3 separate regions of the Zea mays genome follow, and all the other regions are linked to region 2. The links are chromatin contacts, called in public Hi-C maps. All regions are on one chromosome and are shown on one strand. Each heading gives the region's core, a stretch centred on a gene start, on an enhancer-like site or on the middle of the called end of the contact. The rest is flanking DNA. Distances are from core to core; before and after follow the strand shown. Region 1 holds the start of LOC103653151. Region 2 holds the start of LOC100192932 (GDP-mannose transporter GONST1). Region 3 holds the start of LOC103653153 (serine/threonine-protein kinase-like protein CCR4).

Evidence for each region. A called contact is a pair of places that touch in the nucleus more often than the background predicts.
Region 1: a Hi-C map of ear shows a contact between it and region 2, with 4 times the contacts expected there. The contact joins the promoter of LOC103653151 here to the promoter of LOC100192932 in region 2. A contact is called at or near these places in 6 of 25 Hi-C or Micro-C datasets (bundle sheath, ear, endosperm and 3 more).
Region 3: a Hi-C map of root tip shows a contact between it and region 2, with 4 times the contacts expected there. The contact joins the promoter of LOC103653153 here to the promoter of LOC100192932 in region 2. A contact is called at or near these places in 7 of 25 Hi-C or Micro-C datasets (bundle sheath, ear, leaf and 3 more).

The regions. Positions count from the first base shown.
Region 1 is chr4:41,373,919-41,376,887 of Zm-B73-REFERENCE-NAM-5.0, reverse strand. It overlaps LOC103653151, which reads right to left and starts at 1,384. Exons shown (of 8, transcript NM_001301663.1): 1 at 1,194-1,384. The coding sequence starts at 1,259. It overlaps LOC100284061 (polyneuridine-aldehyde esterase), which reads right to left. Exons shown (of 5, transcript NM_001156959.2): 3 at 2,799-2,942; 4 at 2,577-2,711; 5 at 1,786-2,439. The coding sequence ends at 2,092.
Region 2 is chr4:41,863,516-41,866,488 of Zm-B73-REFERENCE-NAM-5.0, reverse strand. LOC100192932 (GDP-mannose transporter GONST1) reads left to right here and starts at 1,393. Exons shown (of 10, transcript NM_001138114.1): 1 at 1,393-1,600; 2 at 2,960-2,973. The coding sequence starts at 1,590. It overlaps LOC103653162 (a long non-coding RNA gene), which reads right to left and starts at 287. Exons shown (of 8, transcript XR_004857722.1): 1 at 1-287.
Region 3 is chr4:41,578,423-41,581,392 of Zm-B73-REFERENCE-NAM-5.0, reverse strand. It overlaps LOC103653153 (serine/threonine-protein kinase-like protein CCR4), which reads left to right and starts at 1,671. Exons shown (of 1, transcript XM_008680115.3): 1 at 1,671-2,970. The coding sequence starts at 2,579. LOC100192704 (DNA-binding bromodomain-containing protein) reads left to right here. Exons shown (of 8, transcript NM_001317179.1): 7 at 111-419; 8 at 973-1,529. The coding sequence ends at 1,185.

The DNA of each region.
Region 1 (2,969 bases), core at 135-2,634, 490 kb after region 2:
CAAACTTCATTATTAATCAGTGACCAACAATTCCATTTTCATGTCAATATAGGATATTATTGGCAGTTTCCAAACAGAAAAAATATAGTGCATGACATCTGCTTGAAGAATATCATTCCTCAATATGAAATCACCAGTTGAAAACAAGAATGAGATGAGAGACAAAGGGTTTGGACAAGAGTTTGGATCCATGTTATAAAAATGGACAGCAACAACAAAGGTTCATGCCTAAAATGCATAACATGAAGGCCTCTAACAAATGGTGGCTTCCAACAAACAAAAAACCTAATTAACATATATAAATAGGCATATACCGACGCCACATTTTGCCACTGCAGTTATTAGGGGCCAGGAGAAAAGTCGTAATTGGAAAGGCGAGTGAAGCTGTGTCCAGACTCATGAGAGACGAATGAAGGAGATAGGCCATGGAGGTGGTGATGAATCTCACTCCAGTTCTTACTATTTTCCCCTTTCTATTTCTTGGGAAAATATCCTATGCAATCACTTATCCTGGTGCAAGCATGCAATCAAGCGATCTGGTGCATCCGATCTAGATCTAATGATGACTGTTATTTTATATTTAACCCCTTCCACCTAAAACATAGTACCTATTTTACTTTTAACCCCTTCCATATGAAACCGTTGGATCTGGATTGGATGCTCTGGATAGTTTGATTGCACGCTTGCACCAAAATGAGTGATTGCACCCTCTAAACTTGACACAGGTCTACACTTAAGATTTGAAAAGTGGTGGCATATGAAATTCTAAGCGAAGCATACCAATTTATGGAGCAGATTCCAGTTCCAACCAAATGAAAGCATCCAAACGGGCCGTTGAGATATCTATACAAATACGGATATGCATGTGTATACTTATATCATATTCATATTAGCCCCGACATAAGTGTGATCCTATTCATATGAATCCAACGCTGCAGAGATGCAAATAACCGAGCAAACCTGCCAAGTATATAATCTTATTACGCAGTAACGAATTCGATGAGGAATAAAGCTTAAATTAACCAAATTACTCAAAACCCTAGACTAGAATCAGAGCCGAACATCCATAGTAATCCGGCTACGCGCGAACCCTGAGCTGCAAACGAGGAGACTAGCTAGAACCTTCCGTGCTACAAGAATTGCAGACAGAACGGAAAGGGGGCGTGGCCAGATCGAGGGGACGGGGAAGAGACCTCGCGTAGCTGCTCTTTGTAGGTGGAGAGGTTGGAGGCGAGCTCCTCCACGCTCAGGTCCTCCATGCCTGCCTCCCGCCGGCGCCGATTCCGCCGCCCTCCTCCCTGTCTCTGACTTCCTCTCCGGCTCGATGCGATTCGTCTCTCGCTCTCTTCCCCCAATTCGAGTTCGCCTTTCTCCCCTCCCGGCCTCCCCTGCTATGCTACGCTTTCCTATGGGTTGGGATTTTATTCTTTTGACGAGCAAGACAAGAAAAGGCCGAATCGTGCCCCCATGGGCCTGGCCTCATCCTGGAGCCCATCTGAATTGGCACCACAGGGGCCTTAGAAGAGGTGACGTCACAGTTTGAGAATATAGAAATTTTTTTATTTAGGGCTAGTTTGGGACCCCATTTTTCCATGGAGTTTTTATTTTCATAAGAGAAATTAGTTTATTTTTCGTTGAAAAATTGGAAATCCCATGAAAAAATAGAATTGCCAAACTAGCCCTTAAAAAGAAAAACTTACTCCACCATCAATCATTCGAACCAAGTGGGGATTGCCTCATTCGATTGACTCATCGGAGTTACTTGCATTGACGTTATTATAATTACCTAAATAATGATTGCTGATGAATTAGTAAGCATCACCACAAAGGCTTTCCGCGTTGACATTGGTCACTGAATATCTCATTCATTCACAAGGTAAAAAGGAAAAAAGAAATGCAATTATCTGCTGACCACCTCTCATTCTCTATATGATCTGATCTGATCACAGAAGAAAGAAAGAAACACTTTGACCTCCCTACATTATTATCCGACACAGCTTGGCTTCAGTTAATCCCCAGACCTCCTCCCCCTCCCTTTTGCAACCTATGTGCTTACTCATTTCTCTTTTCGTGTACACTACATACATGCAGTCATGACTTGGCTGGCCCTGTCACCATGGCGGCGGCGGTCTCCTCGGGGGAGCTCGCCTTGAGCAGCGCCGCAGGAGCTTGGATCTGCGCGATCTCCAGCAGGATCTTGTTGAGGGACTGCGGCTTTGAGAAGAAGGGGCAGTGGTCGCCGCCCTTGATCTTGAAGATGCCGTCGGGAGGGTTCTCGCGGACCAGCTTCTCCTGGGCATCCGGCGACAGCATGTGGTCGTCGAGTGCCTGGATGAAGTAGCGACGGACGGAGCCGTAGTTCTCCGGGGTGAGGGAGAGCTTCTCCATGATTGGGGCTAGAGGGATAGGCCTCATGGACACCGCTGCTAGTGCCATATCCTGCATTTTCAAAGGCGTGTGCAAACTCAGTTAGTGAGTCCACTGGCAATACAGACCTGACATGATAACGTTGGGTGGACACAGTACAGTACGTCTATCAACTGGTTCTGGTTACATAATGGTAGAACACAATGTACCTTGGAAGGGGTTTGGTTGAAATACAGCCCCTTGATCTGCTGCTTATCGAACATCAGCCCAGTAGGAGGCTTGTCCTTCCCATTTCCATAGACTAGAAACTGTGACTCTTGCAAGAAAACATCCGCCGACCGGAGCTGTCGAATGTAGGTCAACGTGAGCCCCTTTGCAAGAAAACAGCAAATGGAAAATGTAAACGTAGATTATAGAGAGTGATTCCGTACTTCCTCCGAGAACACGTCAAAGGGCCTCTGGCCATCCTTTACCATTGTAGCAGTAAGAAACACCGCCTTTGAGATCTTTCGGGGGTACTGCTCCAGTGCATACGAGACACTCGCACCTCCGCAACTATGGCCGACCAAAATGACCTGCATTATCACCGTTACAAACACAGC
Region 2 (2,973 bases), core at 144-2,643:
GGTGAGGCGGGAGGTTCGGTCGTCGCAAGCAAGGCAGGTGGGTTTTGTTGACATAGATCTAGGCAAGCACGCTGGGTAAGCGGAGGATGCGGACGCCCGCGTCCGGCGATGGCGGGACATCATGAGAGGGCGGGGGAACCGCGGCGTGCGTCGCGGGGATAGGGCGGACGCAGGGGCGGGCATCACGAGCGGCCGGGGGCATCGTGGCGTGCGTCGCGGGGGCGAGGCAAGCGCAGGGGCGAGCATCGCGCCGAGCGGGGGCAGGCGGGGGCATGGTGCCTGGTGGACGCCCTCGTTAGAGTCTTATAGGAGTAGTATAGATAAAGGTTATAAGTTGCAACTCCAATGGGAAAAATGTGAAACGAATTCACAGCACCATTTCCTTGTTTTAATCTTAGTTAGTTAGTATAAAAAACAGAAACCGAGCTAGTTAGTGAAAAATTGATAGATAAGAGTAAAAGCTTGCGGTACATATACATATGTATGATGATGAATTCAGTGTTGTACAGAACTAGACTGACCTATTAACAATATCACAGAGTTACCAATTCTAGTGTGTGTATATATGCTTGCCTGCCCAGGGTTAAGGTTAGGATCCTCGTTTAGCTCGCGGCCGATAGGTGCGCGGCCACGCTGGTGAGGTGTTTCTGCCCCACCGGCTGCACCAGCGTCCGCGACATCTCCGACGGCGGCACACCGGACACGTGCGAAGCGACGACCCTAATCCTAACCAGACAAGCTGGGCCTGGAAGTGGGAAGTTCCTCGCGCGGCGGGGACGGGAGCGTGGAGGAAGAAGCGGAGGAGAACTGGGGACCGCCGACCCGGCCGCGACGGAATGAACCAGCTGCGGAGTGCCGGCGTCTAGACGGATAGATTGGAAGCGTCTCCTGTAGCCGATGCCCTCCGTTGCTGATACAGCGGCAAGAAGCAAACGGCACAGACGGATCGGCCCATGTACGCAATGTGGCCCAAGTAGAACTCATATGTACGTACCTGCTGTCCCAAAAACCAAAAGCACACTAGAGTGGCCCAGTTTAAAATTAAATTGGAACGGTCCAACATCGGTCACGCAAAGGCTTGGAGTGTTCATTTTGGTCAAACCCAAACCTACGAATGAATGAAGCAGGTTTATGCCGATCCGGCTCCTCTCACCGCATCAATGCCATGTGGGCCTGAGGTACTTGCTGGCATCACGGCTCAGCGGTACCCCGAGTTGACTTGACCCCAGCAGAACAGGGGCGGCAAGCCACGCCGAGCCGAACGTCCGAAGCCTGGACCAGTCTGCCAGTGCCAGGTGCCAGCGAGCTGAGCTGAGCTGGAGAGACGAAGCACCGGCAGACGGGGCCCGCGTCGCAGTCTCAGAGCCATCCTCTGGGATAGTACTGGCATTCCGAAGAGAAGCGGGGGGAGGCGAAGGCAACAGGTTCGCCGTTCCGAGTCGTCCGTCGCCTGCCCGCTGCCCGTTCCGGGCGCCTCCGCCCCGTTTCGTCGACCACCTCTCCGGCGCCGCCGTCCTGAGCCGTCGCACGCGCCACGGGGGCGCCTCCCGCGCGCGCTCCCTACGCCGGCTCCGCCCCGCCCCGCCGCCATGGGCTCCAGGTCAGCATCCGATCGACCTCCCTCCCTCCCCTCATCCATCACTACGCGGCCCGGCCCTTCCTTCCCCGCCAGCCTGCTAGACCTCCAGCTCAACCTCTCGCGGCGCCCGTGCCTCGTCTCGTCTCGTATCCGTAGCCCCCTCCCCCGTGCGCCCCTTTCGGCGCCTTGCTTCTGATCAGGAAACTTGGTTTGCCTCGGGCGGCTGATGCTTCCGTTCCAGCTGGGGGAGCCTGCTGCAGGGCGGCAGGTTGTATGCGTTTCGCTTCTCGATCGCCTCCGCTTTCTTCGCTTGGGACTCGGACCGCTCGTCTCGTGTGTTAATCACCTGTTGTTGATTGATTCACTCCGGGCTTGCCACTGTTTGGCTGCAAGGAATAGGCAGCGGGTCAAATCTAGTTCCATGTGTGTGATCTCGGGTTCACCTCAGCCGAAGTGGCACAAAGTTAGGTTCTACCTCGCCGCACACAAAACGACAACTGGTCGCACTTTCTGTTGCTTGCTCTTGCACGTTTCGGTTTTGGTATACTACAGCCTACTCTGAATCTCTGATAGTAGTAACTGAGAACAAATGAACTTAGTTAATGGCTTCGATTTTTAGCACACTTAGAATAATTGTATGCAGCCAACACATGGAATACTACTACAGAAATTGCCTGCACCTTTACATTACTACTCCATCCTTTTTCAAATTATAAGTCGCTTTGACTTTTTTGTGATACATAGATTATACATATATCTAGATACATAGTAAAGTTGATGTACCAACTATTTCACTTGAGATTACTACTTAGGGCTCGGTTATTCCCATCCCACTGGGTTTGGGGTGGATTGGGACTAATTTTGACTTGCTATGGATTTAAACCCACCTAATCCCCTCCAATCCACATGGATTGGAAATTTACCAAACAGACCCTAATTGTTTTTGTAACAGATTACCATTGATTGTTGACAACTTGAGGCTATGACTGCAGTTAAGAATGTTTTAACCATGTTTCTCAATGAGAGTCACATCAGAGTCAACATTTGAATCTGGTAAATTAGTGGATTGAAAGTCAGTGACTAGCAAATGGAAATGGGTCTTGTTCATGCCTCCTTTTACTTTCATCAATAAACATATTCATACCACATATATATGTAAATAACCCAATTTTAGAAGTAGCTTGGTGATTCAGTGTTGATGCATATAGATAATTTCTGGGACCATAGCCTGCTGTTTCATTCTTTTGCTTGATCCTTATGTTCGAATTTGGTTTGATAGCATAGCTAATATGGCTGATGTTAACACAACACTGTGTGATGATGCTGGCTTCCTGCAAACAAATCCGATTAAACTTACAAGCATTCTCTTTTGTCTTGTAGAGTCCTTCACTTAG
Region 3 (2,970 bases), core at 422-2,921, 290 kb after region 2:
CTCTATACTACATGTTGTGATGTTCTTATTCTCCGAGCGTAAAGGACTAGAGGTGTTTTCAAGCACGCAGGTTGTATTCACCTTGAACTAATATATGTTTTGCTTGTCAGGGAAACTCTGGTGCTAATAATATTGGTAATCATGACACTTGCTCTAGCCAGGAGCAGCCGTCACAAACTTATGTGTACAAAGAGGCATCAGAAGCAAACGATTCTGAGATTCAGATGGAAGATGTTGGAAAGTTGTCCGTTGATCAGACATCTAGTTTGGTGCTTCTTGACTATGAAGACGAGGGTTCCAGACAATATTTGGTGGAAAAAGGACAGACTGAGTATAGAGATATGAACAGTAACGAAGAGCACACCCCCACTGGCATTCAGCCTAACGAGTACTCTGATGTTGAGCATCACCAGCAAAAGGTAACTATAGCCAGACTTTCAGGACAGCCTCAGAATTTTGTTTCCATGTGTATGTTGCCATTCTTAGGGCTTGTTCGGTTATTCCCAATACACATGGATTGGATGGGATTGGAAAAAATTGTGAAGAAGTTTGAGCTGTTTGGGATTCAAACCCATCCAATCCCGCTCAATCCATATGGATTGAGAGCTAACCGAACAAGCCCTTACTTGATAATATGCTAGGATTAGTACAGGAAAAAAAAGGTTCTATATAAGCTATATTGCTTAGTGGTTGGGATCTTTTGATTCACAGTTTGACTTCATTCCTCATCTTGTCCTATGTCTGCTCGAGTGTCACCTGGGCAATCTGGTTTTGGTCCCACTGACATGCCCTGTTGTCGGTACACCTGTTAGTGGCTTACTGTCTCTGTGCTGTTTCTCTTTGTTATGACCCGCACATCTTATGTAGTAGTGCCAGAGGCAACAACTACAGTGGGCACAAAGTCATTGTTGCATGCCGGCTATGAATCTATGGAAAAAGGTAAAGCTCAGCTTTTGTGTCGTGTCATCACAGGGGCAGACAGAGACCACCAGCCAAGAGATTGAAATGGAGGACTATCCTATTCAGCAGGAGAACCCTTTATTCCTGCAACTCCGTGCGAGCCTCTTCCCCAGCAACTGGAGCAGCACTTTCAGGGGGCGACATTCCCTGTTCCGTCCGCGACGCCGAGCCCCGGTGAAGGCGAGCCCTCTGCATGTAGCCATGGCGGCAATAATGAAGCGGTAGGTATTTCTGGGAGCCTGGTTTTTCTGTGAAGTGAAGCTCCAGGTAGGTAGCGGCGCTGACTTTGGCAAAAGCTGTACCCCTCAAGACATGGAAGCAGGTTGGAATGCTGAGGCTGATTAGTAGTTTATACATACATGTGGGTGCGAGATTAGTTTGAGGCGTGCTCCCATCTCTGTAGGCGGCATATGGATTCAGAATTCTGTTTGATTTTTATTTTATTTTATTTTATGTGGGGGGTAATTGTGATAGCCACATGTTGGTCCATTTGCTTGCCGCCCTGGAATAGGGCTCTTGGTCTGACGAAACACCCTCCCATATAATTTGATGATCTGAAGGGTTTGTTTATTGTCTGGGCAAATTCTTCTCCCCAACTGCCCACCTGACCAGAGAGAGGAAAAAGAAAAGAGATGCTCTTCGCCCCAACAGAAGATCAGACTGGGATACATACATGATTGATGATTCGGACTTGAATATTTGCTCTGACATTCTGGAATCAGTTGTGCTGTAGACCTGTCACCTACCTCTGTGAGGAGGTTCCTTGAGACTAGTAGTGCATTATACTATGATGGTATGAATGGCGGTATGCATGTGCCGCACAGTGAAGAGGAAATCTGCGGCATCGCCATTCTTGAAGGGTGTTTTAAGCATCCCGGGCAATCTAATCTTTGCTGAATGACTTTTGGCAGTACAAGGTGGTTCCCTTCTTGAGTAAGTGAGCTGTAAACCTAACCAACCTCGAGTCGAGTGTACTGCAGGCAAGTAGCAGGAGTACGAAAGCTGCAAAACCTTTCTAACCCAAAAGACCATGCATGTGTGTGGATGTGTCTAACAAGTCCTTCCCCTAGGTTTCCTTGGTCGGTTGATGACACGAGAATGAGTGGATGGAAGAAGAGTACAATCGTAGAAAGAATGGGAGGGATGAAATCCGTGTTGATCCAGAAACTGACTGGCTGCTGGCAGACAAAAATCGAGAGCATCAGCAGGGATCTCTTCTCCATTGACACTTGAATCTGAAATGGACCAAGTCAAGTCTACCAAACCAACCCCTCATCTCTGGAGCCTGTGGAGCAGCAGCTTCTTGCTTGTTTTTTTATATATTATTGTAACTAAAGAAAGAAAGAACGAAGGGGGGGGGGGGGGGGGGGGGGGGGAAGAGAGAAATATATTTGTTTTTTTTAAAAGAAAACTCCACGCAAACGCGTTTCTTTCCCTCCATGGGCGCGCGCTCACCTACTAGAAACAAACAAAAAGCGAAAATCCAAGCGAAGCCAAGGCACCCACTCGATTGTCGATTCCCGATCTCTCCTCCCCTCGCGTACCGTAGCAGTCCAGCGCGGCAGGGCCGGGGCAAGCAACGGCAACCTCGCGCGCTCATGTCGTCTCCTCCCTCCGGATGCCAATGTCTAGCCATGCCCACGCCGGCCACCGCCGTCTTTTCCTCCTGACGAGCACGAGCACGAGTCTTGCTTTCGTCGCCGCCGTCCTCCTCCTGATCGTCGACGCGTGCGCGGCGTCGCGGCAGTTCTCCACGGTCGCCATCTCCCACGCGCCCAACGCCACGCTCGTCTGCGCGCTCGTCACCAGCGCCGATGACGCGGGAGCGGGGCCACCAGGCTCTTCCAAGCTGCGCTGCACCTCGCTCCCCGACGGCCAGCAGTTCGTCTACCCCTCCGCTGACATCCCCTACAACGCCATCGCCGCCGGGACCGACTTCCTGTGCGGCCTCATGGCGCCGCTCGGCGGCCACGCCGCCATGCGCTGGTGGTCCTTCTCCGAGGAGTTCGC